Regions from separate parts of the Sus scrofa genome. Here all the other regions are linked to region 1. Evidence: chromatin contacts called from public Hi-C data. All regions are on one chromosome and are shown on one strand. The core of a region is the stretch at or near the end of the contact, and the rest is flanking DNA. Distances in the headings are between cores, read along the strand shown.

Region 1 (2,934 bases), core at 254-2,753:
GAAGTAGCCCCATGTGTTCTCCCCGCTTCCTTCCTGGCTTGTCATTCCTGGGTCTGGGTCATCCAGCTGCATCCAGGAGTCCCAGAGGATGTTGTGAAAATTACTTCAAGTGTAAATGGGTCTAGGTCACAATTTCTTCAGAGCTGTATCTTCTAGTTTTAGTTTGTGTTAAAATTAATCAGAAAGTCGAAGAACTTAACTGACATCAGTGAAAAGTCTTTATTATGCATGTGTTCATTGTAAACCTTTATTTCAAGGTTCTCACTATTTTCTCTACTTTTCTCATTAAGCTGTCCAAAAATTATTAAGGTAGAAAAATATTTGGATAAATTATGACACAGGTGATTTCTTAAAAGATTTTTGGAGCAAATGTTCATTCACAGAATGGACTTTTTATTTATTATTTTTTTTAAGGAAAAGCATTCTCAAAGAGTATACATTGAAAAAAAGTAGACACATATATTATTTACTTTATTAGAAAAGGACACTTTGGGGGTACATACCATAACAGTCTAATGGTGATTCAGGGAGTTTTTCTAAGCAAATTGATTGGATTAGGTTAGTATTTAGTTGGCTCTTCCATACTTCTTAAATTTGCCATTTTTATTTTAAGAAAGCTAGTCTTATCCTTATTAAATGTAGCCGTCCCTTGGCATCTATGGGGCTTTCAGGAATTTTTTTTTCTGAATATTTTTGATCTATGGTTGGTTGAATCTGAAGATGTGGAACCTGCAGAGATGGAGGGTCAACTGTACATATTTAGGGCTCTACCACTGTTCTCATGGCTCCATTTTTGAACTTTAACATTTGAAGTTTTCAAATATAGTCCATTCCTTATTCCCAGGAGGTTCATTGTGTTCATTCATCCATTTCTCTATTTTCTCCACATCCCTCTTCATTTTCAGCAAACCTCTTAATTCCACAGTCCTTTAAATCTTTCTGATTTAAACCACACTTGAACTGTTTTTGAGCAAAACAAACAAATGTAAATCATGTAGAATTCATTGTAAAAATTGCCTTAAGATGAGACTGTAAACACAATTATTTAAAAAATATCTTAGATCTAACTTTTCCAGATAAGCCAATCTCAGGGCAGAGATAGGTTAGGAAAAAGCTTTACCGACTGCTCTTTCTCTGAGATTCAAAAAAATAAGTTCTGATGTTCAATTCCAAGTCAAGTGATAAAGATCAAAGACATTTTATTACAATATTTTTATTTTTATTGAACAGATTCACTTTGGATCTTAGCTTGCATTTGGAATGTTTACCTTTTAATAAGTGATCTGTTTAAATGTGGATCAGAGAACAAGGGTTTCTGTTTTACAGTTCAACTTTTGACCTTGGGGGATGAATGGGTGGAGGCTCAGAGGAAAAGTCCACTGTGTTTTTACTGAACTTTTTACCCTTAAAAAAAAAATGAGCAAGTTTAAAGTTCACACAGTGCACAAGAGGTCTCCACTGGGGATTTCTGGTATTATTAACTTCCTGACCTCAGATAATTAAAAAGAAAGAGCAGAGCCACCTCAGACTATGACTCAACTTTGAACTTTTAACCTCCCAAGTAAAGTATTTAAATTGTAAATGGTAGACTCTGGAAGCTTTCTTATTGCTATTAACTTCTTTCATCCTTGGTCATGAAGTTATAATTTAGGCCAAAAGCAGAGCCCGATCTTTCCTTTTTATTTACTTAACCTCTTTTAGCAGAAAGGACTGAGAACACCATTTACCTAGAAATGACAGGTATTCTGGTGAAAGGAGTTAAGCTTAAAGGGTCATTGAATTTTGGAACTAGAAGTAACTATATGATCTGTCCAGGCTCCTCAGCTGTGAAAGGGAGTACCGAGAACCAGGGAGGTGAGTGACTTCCTTGAGGTTAGACACTTAACAGGAGAACAAAAGAGCATCCCTGATTCTTTCGCTGTGTTTGCTTCTGTAGTAGAGGGATGCAGCATAGAGGTCTAGAGGATCCGTAGCTTTTATTTTTATGTTAAAATTCATAAAATAGGGAATTCAGAAGCCTAGGTCCTAAGTGACCCCTTCACTCTGATGGTTGGTATAACCTCAGGAACACATTTAACTTTTCCAAGTCGTGATTTGCTTGGTTGTCAAATGGAATGTAGTTGGGGGGAGGTAATAATCATTCAAGATCTTTTGTGTTATGACAGTTTTTGGTTCAGCAGTCTTCTTGCCTTAAGAATTCTTGCTATGATTCATACACAAACACTGTATAGATACACCATTCTTAGCAACAGCTGGGTTTTCTTAACATGGAGGATAGAGCTAGATTTGAGGGTAATTGGTTACATGACACTGGCTTGACCGTGATGATGAGACTCTCCTTACTTTAAGACAAAAATCCCAAAGGAAGAGGAGGAAATCATGTAGAGAGATGTGAAGAACAGAGGGGAGAAGAACAAAAGAACTAGGACAAAGAAAGGAGGGATGACCAGGAGAACAGGCTTTGGAAAGGAGGGTGGCAAAGAGATGGTAGCCCTGTCAGGTGGATGAGGACCCCGCCAGTGCTTGTGATGCTGAGAAAGCCGATGCATGCATTGTGAATCTGCGGGAGCCACATGCTCTTAACACTGAAGCTGAGATAGGCAACTCTCCCTGGCACTGGTGCAACACGCAGCGTGTGGAAGAGTCAGTCATCCTGGTCCGCTCTTCCCTCCTGCGATTCGCTAACACCTTTATTGCCTCCAGTTAGTTACTCACACCACTCTCATTCCCATCTGTCAAGGAGAGTTCCCTTCCAACATTCTGTCCTTCTTTTCTTGTACAAAAGAGATCCTCCCAGCAGCGTGGTGACAAAGGACCGAGCTGATACTGAACTCTGAGATAAAGCAAGTTTGGACTGGGGTGAGCAATGATGGTCTCATTTCCTGGACCCAAGAAACAAGAGAGATGTGACTGGAGGCTTTGGCCCAAACCTTC
Region 2 (2,934 bases), core at 128-2,627, 250 kb before region 1:
GTTGCCACAAGTTGTGTTGTAGGTTGCAGATGCAGCTTGGATCCGGTGTTGCTGTGGCTGGGGCATAGGCCCCTGACCTGTGAATTTCCATATGAAATAAATAAATACATAAATAAATATCTGGATCATTGTAGGCTTTTACAAGAAGCTGCCAAAGGAATGAAACCTGGTGAGGATCTTTCAAAGTCTGTTCTAATATAAAGAAAATGTGAGCCAGGAAAATCTCAGCTTAATTTTATGAATCACAAGCAACTTATCTCCTAAACTCTAAGCATTTGGGGCTCTAGTGTATCATTGTGGGCTGTGCTCCTCCCCGAGGTAAAATATTAACCATGCTATCACTGGAAGGAGCAGCTTCCTAACCGACCCACTTGGTAAGGAATCTAAAATCCTGCCTCCTTGGCACTGGGGGCCAGGAGGAAGGGAGAGCCTGAACCACAGGTGCTGGCTCTAGACCAACACAGAGTCAAATCCTGTTTCTCAAAACCCTTACCTAAAGCCTTCTTTCAAATTACATCTTCCAAACTACCTGCCCTCCTGGATTTTATTTTCCATAAAGTAAAGAAGGAAAAAGAACTACACCCATGTAAGGAAAATTGGCATCCAGACATGAGAGGTAGGCTGGACCAGTTGAAAAAGTGCTGAGAGGAAAGGCAAAGAGATGGACTGTGGTCTGGGTTCTAGAATATATTAACTCTGCAACCTAGGCCAAGTTGCTGACATCTCTGAGCAGCAGTTTCCTCATCTGTGAAATGGGGATGCTAATTAAAGTTTTGCCCACCTTCCGGAGATTCTTGCTAGATCAGGTCAAAAAGTGGGAACCACTTGAAAAATGTTTCCCTCCAAGTCCTTCATAAATATTAAAAAAAAAAAAAAAAAAAAAAACAGCTAAAGAGGGATTCTCTATACAGAAATGAATACCACTGGTCTACTCTTATACAGGGAAAGGACTTACTCAGTTCTCAAGGGTAAATCTAGTATGTTTTTGCTCTTTGATCATTAGAGAGAGAATTCTTTGACCTGTCTGGAAATTGTCCTCACAAGGACCTACTTCAAAAGCCCTTAGTCTGATGTGTCTGCTTGGACCACACTTATTCCTTAGAAATAGATTTCTGACCTAGTCTTTCATATGTTCTGCTATCAATTGCTTTTGTATACACACAAATCCTTGAGAAATTAGTTTGGGACTGTTTAAACTTGCATGTGAAACATAAGTGTAAGAATCTGGGAAAATAATCTGTCAGTTGTATGTCATAATCGTCTTAAATAAGCAGTTGGAGGCTTATCTAAAGCTGGCCCCAGCTAAACAAAGAAGGCAGTCAGCGGAGCCTCAGACACTGAACTCTGAACCCTGGCCAGACCTTGCGCCGGGCAGCCTGGTAACAGGAAGGCAGCAAGACACACTTTGAACCAGGGGTTCTAAGGCTGCGGTGGGGTTATGGACAGGGTGACAGCTGCACTTTGCAGCCTGAACTTTGTACCTAGACACCGGGGCATTTAATCTCCATAACAGGCACTTTGTTTCATTACTTATTAACAGCTCCTCCTTGAGTAAAGTTCTTTGTTAATGGAGCTTTAAAATACGATCCCTCTCTCCTTTATCCCGGCCATGGGGGTAGGCGTCTGGGCTGCTTCTCACTGATGGGGCCGGAACATGGGCCGGTCCTTCCAAAGAGAAGCCTTTTCTTCTGTTCAGAACAGGCCCTTGTAGAGGGGCCGCTTTGCAATGACTGCTCCAGAGGCCACACACTGTGGCCCAGTTTATACTCAGAGAAGGTCACCACAGTCCTGGTGCCATTAAATGTCACACCGGGCAATGACTGGTGTCACTTCATCTCTCCTTACTGCACCTCTTCTCGTTTCGCCCTTCTTTTTCCTTCCCCCATTTTTTTCCTCCTTTCCTCATTTCTTTCTGCACATTCAGCTTCTCAGTGGCGCGAGAGTTAAATAATGGTGACCCCTGTCACATACATCATTTCCCCAGCCACTGTAGCCAAGACATGTTTTGTAGCAGCTGGAAGTCCAAGCAATTTAAGTGCACATTCAAGCATCCTTCTTCCCTGGATTTGGAGTTTGGATTAGCAGATGTAAATTAGCATATAGGTGATGGATGAACAATAAGATCCTACTATGTAGCACAGGGAACTATATTCAGTAACCTGTGATAAACCATAATGAAAAGAATATAAAAAGGAATATATATATGTGTGTATATGTTTGTGTATATATGCATTAACTGAGTCACTTTGCTGCACAGCAGAAATTAACACATTATAAATCAACTATATTTCAATACACTTTTTAAGAAACAGGAAAAAAGCATTCTCCTTCCTAAATAAACACATTTCTACTTCACTTCAGCACATCAGTAATTGATATCCATAAGCCCGAAGTGTTAGCTATTTAAAGAGAGGGTCTAGACTCAGGAAAAGGAACATGGGTTATTAGTGAGTTAAGCATTAGTTATCATCCATAAAAGAAATCCTAGTCCTACTGAAGATACTCACACTTCCATGCCCCCAGCCAAAAAATATATAGACACTGTCTCAGTTGCTAAAGTTTGTTCACTATTGATCAGTGAACAGGCTTTGGTGGAGGTACTGACTCCAGGCTATTCATTTAGTCACTAACAAAGACCAAGGAGCCCCCTAAGAAGCTCTGCTTGAGGGTTTGGGGGGCCCCAAAATTAACCTTTCACTGCTCGGCTACTTTATCTATTTTGGGAGCAGTTGAGCTTAACTGAGCTCAGTTCAGACTCTCTTCTCATTTTTCTCTTTATGTTTGAAAATACCTGTGTCTCTCTCTTCCACCAAAGGGTCAGCCCTGAAGTCAGCCCTGTCTGGACACCAGACATCAAAAATTCCCCATCCCTGGCCATCTCTCACTCCTCCAACACACACACACACAAACACACACACACAACCTGCAGGGTGG
Region 3 (2,934 bases), core at 223-2,722, 230 kb before region 1:
GTGAAGATTTTCAGCCATCAATTTATTCCACAAATGGATAGGGCATTTTATACGTGGAGAGAGGGGCACTGATGGTTATCCGAATATCACTAACGTGTCCCACAGAACCTACTTGGAATAATTTTTTACTATTAATTTCACCAAGAGTGCTGATATGCTTTATATATATGATAAAGCTAATTTCTAATTTTTACATTTAGTAGAAATGAGGTTTTTTAACATTAGCAAAATCAGAATCTTATTAAATTTTAGGAGTGGATATAACTTTTAAAACCCTTCGGTTCTTTTTCTGGGTTCTGTTTGGTGATTAAAATGTTCTCATTTCAGTCTTCTTAGATTGGATTTATCATGCTTATAGTTTTTCTTAGACATATTTCGATTGTTTTCCAAAACTAGAATTTTTACAAGTTGTTTCATACATTCATTTTTATATTAACTCTTATAAAGAACGCTAATGGTTTCTATTTTCCTGATCAACAAGGAATTATTGAGGGAAATAATGGCCATTACTTATGAAGCATTTACTATATATGCCTGGTCTTGGATTAAGCTGCATGAACCGTGTCACTTCATTCTTAAAAGAACAGCATACATTAGGCATACTGGTATTATTTGCATTTTATAGATGAGGAAACAGAGGCTTAAAAATTTAGGTCAGAAGTTCCCTGGTGGCTCAACTCAGGTTGCTGCTGTGGCCCGGGGTTCAGTCTCTGGTCCGGGAACTTCCACATGCTATAGGCGTGGTCAAAAACAAATTAGGCCACTGATGCCACACAGCTAATAAATGACACAGCTGTCATTAAAACCCACGTCTTACTGATTCCAAACCCACTCTCTTGACTGCAACTTTAGCCTGTTTCGTAATTGATTCTTAAATTTCTAGTTCTATGACCTTCACTGTGTCTAGTTAAGCCATCACAAACCATGTGCCATTACTCTCTGCTCAAACATCTTCCGCCGACATGTTGGCGTATGTATACATATACAGATATATGTATATTTGATCAAATTGGAAACACTGAAGATCATGATGCCCTACATCTCATGCCTTAAATAGGCTTAAGGAGCCTCTGCATAAGGGTTTCAACTTTAATGACTGCAATGTCCTCTCAAAAAGAGATGACCTTACTAAAGGTCACTTCTGGGTAAATAAAACTCTGCTGCTGTTGACTTTTGATTCATCATCACACTGATATTTAGTGTCAGTCCAGTGTGCTGGATGAAGCAGCAGTCTTGAGCTCTTATAAAGGGAAACAGGTGGCTGGTCACATTGGACATATTCCCTTTGGCAGAGGTGGGGAAACTGCAACTAGTATTTAGCATTTTAATTGAAGTTGGCATTTGCAGAACCACTTTTCTCTTTAAAATTCTTTTCAAATGAGAGACAACCAAAATAGAAAGTATTATAACTCCTTCCTGTGTCATGTACATTTAGCTCCTTCAGAAGACGAGACTTCCCTTTGCTTTGACTCGAACAGCATTCGCGTGCTCCCAAGCTGATATTCAGTTGCCAAAACTAATACACGCAGGTGTTTAGCGTATCAGGGAGAGTAAATGTTTTTGTCAACTTTTTAAACAACTTCCCCCACAATCGCCAATGCTCTCCAAATAGAATCTGCTGACTTCAATGGCAGGGTCAGTGTTCCAGAGTGACTCACTGCCCCGGAGAGAACAAACAAGCTCAACAAAGGCTACTTGAAGATGTAAATGCCCTTTCCTTATTGCTGGTGAAAGCTAGGGTTTTCACAAAATAGAACTTAAAAGCCTGTGGGTGGGGGTTTTTGCTGTCTCAGATATCCCAGGGCCTCAAGAAATACACCCTCTAACAACTGTTTCCCTCCCCTACCTCTCCCAACTCCTAGAGTGCACCAGATGCATTCAGTTCCTCAGTGAAAATACTCCTGAACCTGATCCAGACCAGCCCTAACCCACGCCACTTCCCAGAAGCTAGCCTTGCCAAGGTCTCCAGTAACACGCTCACTGCCAAAACCAGATGGCATTTCTCCATCTTGATGCTCCTTGACTTATGTACAGAATTTGACACTGCTGATAACCAATTACACAACTCTCTCTCCTTGGCTTCTGAGCCTCTTTCCTCATTTAGTCTGACTCTCACCTCATCTACTTTAGAGACCCTTCACCACCACCCCTTCCAAATTAGCTTTTTCATGTTGGTTGCTTCACCAATGGCAGGGGCCATGCTTAATTCGTGTTAGAACCCCAGTGCCTAGATAGCGCTTGCAAAATAACATGACCTCAAAAAAATATTTGTTGAATGAATACATATATCTAATAAAACCATATCTGTGTTCACCTCTGTTCTCCACATTGCTTCTGTCTGCAAGACAAGTTCCATAACAATTCATATTAAATGGAAATTTATCATCTGTCTTTCACTTTGCCCACATCTAACATCCATGTATCAGTAAAGAACACTGATAAATAAGAAAGCTCCCAAATAAAACACCTCACTGGCTCTTGGTTGTTTTTCGATTTCTATTTCCAGTTCCTAATTAAAGCTGCTTTTTCAGTCATGACATTTTCTGAATCTGATTTGTCTTCTTTTCAACTCTTCTGAAGGATTTTTTATAGAATAAACAAGAAAAAGCACTCTGTGTTCAATTGGCATTTTGTATAGTAACTATTTGCTGTAATGTATTACAAAGAGCAGCCAATTAATATTTGTTGAGTGATAGCCACACAAATAACTGGATTATGTGAACTGTTTCTCAATTTGATCATTAATGCAGTCCAGACACATGAATTAGTGGTTCCATGTATGTTTATTTCAGTCATTTTAATGACCAAATCGTATTATCTCAGAGGTGATATTGTCCAAATAATGCACTGTGTTGTTTCAGTGAAAAATAAGAACTTAACTCTATTAAGTTTGTTTTATGGTTTACAGGTGATCCTTTATTTTTTTTTTGGATA
Region 4 (2,934 bases), core at 167-2,666, 160 kb before region 1:
AAAGAGTCTTTTCCTTTTCTGAGAACCGCTTTCCACTTTGCCTACTTGGCAAATTCTTCTTACCTATGAATGGCCAGCTGAAGCACTCTGTTCTCTGTAAAACTTTCCCTGAATTGCCTTACCCCACACCTGAACCCCAAGTAGAATTAAAGACTCTGTCCTGTGGCTATGACAGTATCTTGTCCAATATCTACCGGATGGCTACCGCTGGCACACACAGTGTGCCAGGGATAAGTGATGGAGGTACCCAAATGTGAACGAGAGGGATATGGCCCCTGGGGCTGTAGTACTTGAACTTAGAATGGTTAAACATCCTGTCACCAACTGGTGTGAACAATGCTCTAGCAGGACAGACTCAGGGAGCACATCATAAGCACGCCTCTCCCAGATGCCTTCTTTGTGGGGGATGAACATATTGAGCCCGAACTGTAAGTCTCTGAGCCCACAGGAACCCCAGGGTTTGTAAACCTACTTGTGTGTTTAAGTATATAAGCTCAAGGGTGTCTTTTTCACATCACGATTGGTTATATGAGAGTTGTCTTCACTACACAAATTACTGAATAGGCATTCTTATATTACATATATGCCCCAGTATCCTTGCAATGACTCTCTTAGCCAGGAAACTTAGGTATTGATTTTTTCAAAAAAAAAAAAAAAAAACAAAGAACAACAAAATAGCCCCAACACAATTAGAATGATTAAGTAAAAATGAATTCTGCAAAAGGTGTGCAATTTACTTAACACTAATGCACTACCAAAAAGAGTTCAGGATTTCAATGATTGGAGTTCTGTGAGGTTGAGAAGAGAGCTTAATAATGAGGTGAGCAGCTTTGTTAAGTCACCTAACATATTGCAGCAGACTTTTTTAACACTAGTGTTGGAGGGCAAGACCAAAACTTGATATAACCTGACTTAGGAAGTTGTTTATCTACCAACTGCAATCATCTAAAACTCTTGCTAAGAAGCAAAAAGAATATTTTCAGAGCAACAGTTGAGCGGTCCAAATGTGTCACAGAATCTATGCACTAAGGTTCATGTGCTTTACTCCTTGGTGAGCACATTAGTTCCTTCCAGGGAACCCACTCAGTTTTACTTTAGACTGTATTGTGACAAGTGAGGCTATCTGGATTCTCAGACCTCACCAGACTAGCAGCTGCCAATCAGAAGAGGAGGAGAATGTTGGAGGCAGGCATGCTGGCAAAAGAGAGAAAAGACACCAGATTGTCAGTTAGAGAAGGGGGAGAGAAACTACAACGGGCAGAGATAATCACTCAGTCCCAGTATCCCAGAGTCTTTCAGGGCAGAGACTGATGGCTTATATACCTCCTGGGAGCAGCCTTAACACCTTGGAAGAAGCCTGATAAAGAACAGGAACTGGACGTAGTTGCTAAATCCACTATAACCTACTATATAATAAACACTTTAAATAAAATTAACCCAGAATTTCGACAAAAAGCCAAACTGTTTTAGAAAACAGAAATATTTATAATACATAGAAAACATTTGTACAAGAGTTAAAACAAGTTTGACTTTTTTTATTTTTAAACAAGTTTGACTCCTTAAAGAGCCAAGCTCCAATTATGCTGATCATCACTTAATTGGAAGACTTGGCTTTGCATCAATCCTGGGTTAATGTTATGCTATAGAACAGCAGACTTTACCAAGTTGTCTTGAACAGATTTCAAACAGTGGTATATGCAAATAACAAACTATCATAAGAGGTCTAAACTGTATAAGAGGGCGACAGACTGCACAGTTGAATCAACCACCAGAGTGATGTAAAAGAATTGTTCTAAAATGCAGTATCACCATGGAGCAAAATAAACCTACCATGTACCCAGCACTGTGCTACGGGCTGGATTTAAGAATTAATTTGAAAAATTGCTTTCACTTTTCAGATTGTGAAGGTATTCCAGAACTCTCATTCATATTTGTAAAGGTTAAATGACATTTTAAATGCACAGCACAGCCATTACATAACAGGCATAGAATACTGTTTATGACTTGGATAGTTCTTTTTTTTAAGTGCACCAGCAACTCTATTTTCAAATGCTATGGAATTCACAAGGTTTCCTACATAGAAGAATGGAATGCCTCATCCACTCACTTGTTTTGTGTAATAAGTGTTTTAAAACAGGCATGCCATTTCGGAGTTTAAAGGGAGGCTAAGCTGCACTTTAGCGTTTCGGAGCAAGCAAAAACAATTTCAGCAACGGTACTCATTTCCCCCGGTAATTTTGTTTTTCATGGCGAGTTACTAAATGCTAGATGCTAGTAGTCAAAAAGAAACCTGACATCTGGGGAGGTGTTGAGGGGGTGTTAATAGTTCTAGTTAGATGTCTGGGGAGCGCTGAGGATAAGATTTTAAAACAGCAAATACAGGGAGAAAGGGGAAATTACGGTTTCGTATGACTCTCTCCTCCCTCCACTTTCTCTCTTCACCAATCCTTATCCCCCTCAATTTAGAGGCGGGTTCAGCGAGATCTGGCTGCAGGAAACCAAGAGGCTCCACCGCGCTGCCGCCCCAGCCTCGTGATGTAATTGTTATTTCTTATTCGGAGCTTGAACCAGGGAGAGCTGCTGAAGAAGTGGCAGCCCTGTGCCTTTTGCCTTGTCTGGTCGGGTCAGATTCTTCCCGGGGATGATGTAGATTCGCTGACGGACTCCGCTGGAGACTTCGCAGTGACAAAGCAGCTGAAGAAAAACCCTGCTCCTGGGTCCTCCGTCCGTCTGGGGAGCCGAACGGAGCACTCCTCAGGTCTCCTTCCCAGTTTTCCTCTGGGAGTCACTCCGCATTTAATCCCTGGGTGCCTCCTACGTGCTGGGCGTGGGGTCCAAGTGACCTGCAGTTAGTGCCCCTGTCCCCCAAGATTAAAGCAAGACACACAGATTACAAGGTGGTGGAAGTTGGGGGTGGCGAGAAGGGGCCAAGGG

What was found. A called contact is a pair of places that touch in the nucleus more often than the background predicts.
Region 2: a contact with region 1 is called in a Hi-C map of liver, with 6 times the contacts expected there. The contact joins two enhancer-like sites. A contact is called at or near these places in 3 of 47 Hi-C or Micro-C datasets (liver and skeletal muscle).
Region 3: a contact with region 1 is called in a Hi-C map of liver, with 3 times the contacts expected there. The contact joins two enhancer-like sites. A contact is called at or near these places in 4 of 47 Hi-C or Micro-C datasets (liver and skeletal muscle) and 1 of 2 datasets of contacts at active chromatin or transcription factors (skeletal muscle).
Region 4: a contact with region 1 is called in a Hi-C map of liver, with 1.9 times the contacts expected there. The contact joins the promoter of NRIP1 here to the enhancer-like site in region 1. A contact is called at or near these places in 1 of 5 promoter capture datasets (liver), 6 of 47 Hi-C or Micro-C datasets (brain, embryonic fibroblasts, liver and 1 more) and 2 of 2 datasets of contacts at active chromatin or transcription factors (alveolar macrophages and skeletal muscle).

What each region holds. Positions count from the first base shown.
Region 1 is chr13:179,751,915-179,754,848 of Sscrofa11.1, reverse strand. No RefSeq gene overlaps it. Among named protein-coding and RNA genes, the nearest start is that of NRIP1, 160 kb to the left of the region's middle. Within about 2 kb of position 1,503, at least 8 of the 83 cell types and tissues checked have an H3K27ac peak or open chromatin away from gene starts, as enhancers often do. A contact at or near this core is called in alveolar macrophages and liver, where this site is marked.
Region 2 is chr13:179,998,529-180,001,462 of Sscrofa11.1, reverse strand. No RefSeq gene overlaps it. Among named protein-coding and RNA genes, the nearest start is that of NRIP1, 84 kb to the right of the region's middle. Within about 2 kb of position 1,377, at least 19 of the 83 cell types and tissues checked have an H3K27ac peak or open chromatin away from gene starts, as enhancers often do. A contact at or near this core is called in liver, where this site is marked.
Region 3 is chr13:179,979,684-179,982,617 of Sscrofa11.1, reverse strand. No RefSeq gene overlaps it. Among named protein-coding and RNA genes, the nearest start is that of NRIP1, 65 kb to the right of the region's middle. Within about 2 kb of position 1,472, at least 33 of the 83 cell types and tissues checked have an H3K27ac peak or open chromatin away from gene starts, as enhancers often do. A contact at or near this core is called in liver, where this site is marked.
Region 4 is chr13:179,914,708-179,917,641 of Sscrofa11.1, reverse strand. It overlaps NRIP1 (nuclear receptor-interacting protein 1), which reads left to right and starts at 1,416. Exons shown (of 3, transcript XM_021070819.1): 1 at 1,416-2,758.